2 separate regions of the Mus musculus genome follow, and region 2 is linked to region 1. Evidence: chromatin contacts called from public promoter capture Hi-C data. All regions are on one chromosome and are shown on one strand. The core of a region is the stretch at or near the end of the contact, and the rest is flanking DNA. Distances in the headings are between cores, read along the strand shown.

Region 1 (3,128 bases), core at 510-3,009:
GCTTTCCTTCAAATTTTCACATATCTGAGCATTTGTTTGCATAGCAAAAGGACAACTTATTATTTCACATGCAGTAAGTGGGAAAGCATTTACTGATATAAATTGATGATTATTTGTGTTGGGTTTTCATATGTCCCAAGGGTCAGCCCTGAATGAGCAGCCAGTCACCCGCTGCTGTTGTTACCTATGAACAATGATTGTTTTATATGGTGAGAGGCAACCCTGTGTTCTTCAGCCTCCCCATTGACTTAAAAAAATAATAATAATTAAATTTGTCCTGAGATCAATGCATATTGATCCATCTCACAGCCACCTCCCTATTCCTCTTGTCCACTTCTCCAATCTCTCTCACATATTTATGTCTATCTCTTTGCATTTGTAACATGTTGCAATCAGCCATGTTGCAATCATCTGTTTGACTGACCAAGGCTTTGGAGCTATCAACTGGAGCAGAGTAGACTCAGCAGTAGGCACACAGTTAAAGATAGTGATTGCTCCTCTTCCCAGAATCTATCAAGGGTCAGTAGTCCAAAATCTATCAGAGGTCAATATTTGTTCTAGGCTCTGAAACTGATGGTCTGAAACCTACTATTGGTTTCAGATCCTGGGACAAAGAGTAAAGAATAATGCACTGTAAATCCCTCCCCTTTTCTTGACTGATTGCTGATAGAGCCAGTCTTATGTATGTCACTGGATCATGGGACTGATCATAATAAAATCCATGGATCAGTCCCATGATTCAGTGACATACAGGATGAAGGCACACAATAAGGGACAGTATAGTGTTCAGATATGGGGAGTGTGTGTCGTCGTCCCCCCCCCCCCCCCGTTTCTAGCTTGGTGGCCCTGGGCAGATTCTACCTGTTCTACCTGTCTGAGCTGCATTTCCCTTGTCTGGAAAATAGAGATGATGGTTAGACTTCACTCGTTGGGCTTTTTGGTGGTGGTGGTGGTGGTGGGGGGGAATGAATAGATAAATCATATATGGAATGCATTTAATGTTGGATCTGGTGCCAAGTTATATTTATATATGGAAAATCATCTAGCATGCTCCAGACCCTGGGATAGATCCTTAGCCAAATAAATAAATAAATAAATAAATAAATAAATAAATGCATTTCCAGTTGTCAATTTATACCTGAGTTTTTATTTCACACAGCTACTTGTTAGCTAGCTCCAAAATCCTGGCCAGAGCGTGTCATCTGTAAACCTGTACCTCTTCTTCCCCCCCCCCCAAACTGGAAAAGAATCTGTTAAGCCCAAGATGTACAACCAATAACTGAAGTTGTCTATCTAAAAGGCAGCTCAGCAAATGGGGGAGGGGTAAAGGTTGGTGCACGAACAGTGCCAAAGACATTAGACCCAGAGCTCTAACCCTAGAGTTCCTTTGTTGCCTCTCTCACAGAAATAAATATTTAAGTTTGCACTTAAGCAGGGAAATGCATTATAACAGGACATAGGATTGAGGCTAACCAGGACAGGTAGATTTTAGGAAAGCAGACCTCAAGTGGATCCTATTGGTTGAGGGAAAGAACCAGAACTGTTGAGCTGCAAAGGAGCATCAGGAAGCAAGCAGGTAGCTGCTGGTAGGGAGGGAGAGGTGGAGAGAGGAAGGGGCTGGGACCATAACAGAATTTAGGGCTTTGGTTTCTATTGCAATCTAAGCATCCCCAGTGATCTCTCCATTAGCTGCCTGCATCTTAGTTGCCATATTTGTGGAAACAGTGTTTACCCAGCAGCTGCTACAATGAAGCATCAGCTTTGTGATTACTCCTCTTGCTAACAGCTGTTCCTCCTGAACCCGGGTTACCTAATTTGGTGAGGCTGGTGTGCAGACAAATGGGCTTTGATATGATAAATGGGCCATGAAAGGGAAAAGAAAAGACTCTCAGAGCTCATTTCCATTCCATCCCAGAGAAAAAGCATAAAAGGTCCCCAGCTGTGAAAACCCCGGCAGATTAGAAGCAGGTTTCTTGTGACTGTCAGCTTGGCTGGGGGATCATCCTGCCAGCCCAAGTGCTAGTGATTTGAAAATTTTATACTGGTCTTTCTCTTAGGACACACAGACACTTTCTAAACATTTCCCCCAAAACTTGAGGAGGCGGAGAGGCTAGGATATTATTGCGCAATTAAAAAGTCATTTTAGAAGAACTGTTTTAATAATCTGTCATGGGCTGCATGGCTGAAACTTCTTCAGAAGGAGTTGTTACCTGAGCACTGGACAGCTTGGTGTTTGCAAACATGGTATATCATCTTCATAGGTTGCCCTTGCAGCGTCCATCCAAGGTGTGTGGTCATCCTGTCGTCGTGCCCTCTGTTCTGTGTCCCTCTCTTCCCCCCACCCCCCATCTTGCTCATGTTCTGAAGCTGGCCTGAGTGGTTCCGTTGGAGATGCAGCTGTAACTCCCTAGAGGTGGAAAGTTTTGGTTTGGTATTCAATCGGGAGAACTGAGGCGGTTTGTCTTTTGGGTCAAGAGATTTATTAGCCCTCTAGGGTTGCAGGAACAGATTCCCTTTTCTCTTGATTTAAACAATAAGAAGGCAAGAAAAGCAAGGTATCAGTACTCCACTGGATTTTATTGAATGCAGAAGTACACGTACACACACACACACACACACACACACACAGAGAGAGAGAGAGAGAGAGAGAGAGAGAGAGAGAGAATCCAAGTTTGCCTGGAAACACAGAGTTTCAGAGTTTTTTCTACAGCCCAGGTCCTTTTGCCTAGTGATGTATAAAGCCACCCACAATGGGCTGAGCCCTCCCACATCATCATCAATTAAGACAATCCCCCACAGACATGGCCACAGCTGTTGGCACTGTGGGAGGGAGGTTGTAGAAACTTTGAGGGAGGAGGCCCGGCTGGTGGAGGTGATACTGGGAAAGGGCCTCTATGGAGGATTGCTTTCTGGTTCACTTCCTGCCCAAGCTCCCAGCTTCCTGATCATTTGAGGTGTGACAAACCCTGCAGCAAGCTTCTGCCACCTTGACCTAGCTATCTTCCCTACTGTGATAGACTGTACCCCTTTAATTGTGTGACAAAGAAAGCTCCCATAATTTGGCTTCTGTCAGGCACTTCATCCCAGCAAAGAGAAAACTAACAGAGCAACAGTGGCTACCATGACCC
Region 2 (3,183 bases), core at 598-3,097, 250 kb before region 1:
GATGTTCTGGATTCAGCTTGACTTCATGTTGTCATCCCTTCAATTCTAGCTTTCCATCTAGAAGGGATGAGACATCTTCCCTACCACTGACGCTTCAAATACCCATGCTTCACTGTCTCTTTCTTCCTTTGGGTGTCAGGGTAAGAACATTCTCAGAAAACAGGAACTATAACTCAACAGGGGTAGAGCTGAGCTCTTGTTGGCCCAAATGGGAGCATCTTTTGGTTTTCATGTGACGGGTTCTGACCCTTGGTCAAGTAAACCTAACCCTAGACCAAGGACCATCAGAACATCATGGGTTCGTGGAGACAGGCATTGCCTTTGCATGGAAAGCCAGTGCCAGATAGTTTGTTTAAATGCAATAGTTGGCCAGGGCAGCTCTAGAACCTTCTATGCACGGTACTGAAAGAGACATATTTACGTAGACCACAGTGTATTTGCGTGGGAGTCCTTGGACCCTAGCTCTTCCTTCCTAATTCCACAATATCATTCCCTACTTCAATAGTCCTGTGATGTCATATTTTTAAAAACTATATTCATGTTGTTATCAGCAATGTAAGTGGCACAAATGACCCTTCCTTTAACTCTCTTGTGTGGAGTGAAATTGCGGTACACCTAAGCTATAGAAGACAAGAATCTGTTTCTGAAAACATACACTTGGGCTGAGAACCATAGATCATTTTACTTATTTCACTTCTATTTCTTGAAAGTGGCAGATACTGCTGCACAAACCTCCATACTTTCTTTGTTTGGCCTACCTAGAACTTAGAGGGGTGGGCCATACTCAGCACCTGCCTTTCTAACTGACTGAGAGGAACCTGTCAGTCTCTTGCTTATAAATAGGACCAAAGGTGGTGGGCTAAACTTTCCCAGGTTGCAAATGGGACTGAGAACCCAGCTTTGAATGCAAGCACTCAGAGGTTCAAGGCTACATCCTATGCCATCTGTCCCCCAAAGATGCTAGTTTGGGACCAGGTAAATCTTATGTGCTGTATTCTTGTGGGTTGCTTGGATATTAGGATTTTCTCCCGACGAAAGCAAGTGAATTCAAGAGGAATACCAGAAGAATCCTGAAGGTAGTGAGCACCAATCTGTTGGGTCCATGTATGTGCATTAAGATTAGCTAGGAAGCCTTTGCATTGGTGCCTAGACATAACAGTTGTAAATGTTTGGTTTTTTCCTATCCATTTTCTGTCTGTCCCCACTCAGCAATTTTCCTGTCTTTCTCAAACACTTTAATTTTTCCATCTCCACTTTCATTAGTCCGTGGCTAATCCCTCATTCTGGCATCATGGGAGAGCTTGCAAACTGCCTGTATTTCCTCGGACACCAGCTCTGACTACTTCTGACGATCCATCGGTTTGTCTTTGGTGTTGAGCTGGGTAGTTCCCTCTACGTTCCACTTACCAGCGGGGTCGGCGTCTTTTCCACATCCAGAATTAACTTCCCGATGTTCCCTCGGTCGTGGATGCGCTGCATGGCCTCTTTTACCTGGGGCACAAGACATGAGAGACATGAGTGAAATCAGGAAAATGTGCCCGAAGAAGGCAATCCACCCGCCTTCCACCAGAGGGCGCTACAGCTCAAATAGTGGTTCAGCCAGCAACTTTTTGTGGCGCAAATCTATTCAATCGACTCCTGTCAGTCACACATGCTGACCTGTCCTGTAAGTCTTCTGGGTCTGAAAAATAAGGGTTGTAGTTTTCACAACGAAAGGATAAATATATATTTTATAAGTCAGAATGGTCTGGCAGAATGTTAAACAATGAGAGTATTTGTGAGGGTTTGAGACCTGCCTACTTAAGTGTTACGTAACTCTGCTTCATAATTTTTGGCTAAATAAGCTAGTTACCAGGGCAAAACCCGCATTTGCGAAATCCCTTAGCTTTCTAGTTGCTGGGGTAAAACTGCTTCTACCTAGCGGCACTCTCGTTAGAGGAGCATCTTCCCTAGAAACAAGGACCTATGGTTTCCTTTCCCACGTCCAGGCGCTTATCAGACTCACGAATGTCACTGCGGGACCGGATGGGGACAAGGATGGGGGACAGTGATCACCTGCGAAAGGAAAGTCCATTTGTTCTGAGCCTTTCTTTTTGCTGCTGTGCAGAACATGAACTGCAGGGGGCGCTGTGGGGATTAATAGAGAAGACACTGAACCTTGCCTGCCCTCCATGTATGTCTCAAGTGAAATCTAAACGGGATGCAACATCTCTTGCCTCACAAAAGTCAATTTATAAAAACTTAAAATAGGTTGAGTCTAAATATTTTTGTAAAGTCTCACAATTTTAATACTCTTGTTCCTTCAGCTTCAAGGTTAGATGCTCTGACATTAAAAAAAAAAAAGTCAGACATCGTTAACTGCGCATAGGGAACTCAGCCTGTGGCTGATGGAGAAATGTTTGCTTATTTGAAAATCAAAGGCTTCTTGCTATTCATTTGAATCCAAACTCACAGAACCATTAAAATGTTTGTGTTCAAATTGCTTTTCTGGGACTTTAGAGACACAATTCCATTTATGGGAGAAAAACATAAAAGATAATGACTTCGTTGCTTTTAGTGGCAAAACACTGAAACAGCTTATGTGTCGAAGTAAAGGGATGGGTAAATAAACAATGGCTTTTTACATTCATCTACCAAGTGGGGATGTTGCAGAGCTGTTAAGGAAAAGAAAGATATATGCCACTAATTATAAAGTAGACACGGCAGGATCGAATGCTTTTGTAATCTTGCTAAATGAGAAAACCGAAAGAAGTACTTTTATTTACATCTCTATAAAAATGTAGGTATTGTAAAACAGCTGGGAAGGAAGGCTTGCAGGTGTGCCTTGAAAGTCAGGCGGAGAAAAGGAGGGCATTTTGACTCTACCATCCAAATAATATTATGCAGTCATGTGCTGTCAAATCAACACTTAATATAAATTCCATGGGTCTTTCCAATGCAGTTTTTTTGGTCTCTATGCGATGAGGAACAACCTGTTTTTTAGACTGAGAATGTCAGGTAATTGTGAATTATTATTATTATTATTGACCCCGATAAACAAACCAGTTGAGTCCTTCCATTTACATGATGACTTCTGAAGTATTTTCACACTTGGTCATAAAACCTGGTACCATTGGTCACCCCTGACCATCTGTGGAGGCTGATTCTGAAGCTCTCCACGGACTCCAACATAGAACCTACATA

Evidence for each region. Capture Hi-C pulls out chosen DNA fragments and counts their contacts.
Region 2: a promoter capture Hi-C map of pancreatic islet shows a contact between it and region 1. The contact joins two enhancer-like sites. A contact is called at or near these places in 15 of 39 promoter capture datasets (the 3T3-L1 cell line, 3T3-L1-derived adipocytes, cranial neural crest and 8 more), 3 of 484 Hi-C or Micro-C datasets (bone marrow-derived macrophages and embryonic fibroblasts), 7 of 115 datasets of contacts at active chromatin or transcription factors (differentiating embryonic stem cells, embryonic basal ganglia, embryonic stem cells and 3 more) and 3 of 9 other capture datasets (embryonic stem cells, liver and pancreatic islet).

Annotation. Positions count from the first base shown.
Region 1 is chr8:114,114,947-114,118,074 of GRCm38.p6, reverse strand. No RefSeq gene overlaps it. Among named protein-coding and RNA genes, the nearest start is that of Nudt7, 17 kb to the left of the region's middle. Within about 2 kb of position 1,759, at least 30 of the 459 cell types and tissues checked have an H3K27ac peak or open chromatin away from gene starts, as enhancers often do. A contact at or near this core is called in pancreatic islet, where this site is marked.
Region 2 is chr8:114,368,160-114,371,342 of GRCm38.p6, reverse strand. It overlaps Vat1l (vesicle amine transport protein 1 like), which reads right to left. Exons shown (of 9, transcript NM_173016.3): 8 at 1,408-1,491. Among named protein-coding and RNA genes, the nearest start is that of 4933408N05Rik, 18 kb to the right of the region's middle. Within about 2 kb of position 1,847, at least 9 of the 459 cell types and tissues checked have an H3K27ac peak or open chromatin away from gene starts, as enhancers often do. A contact at or near this core is called in pancreatic islet, where this site is marked.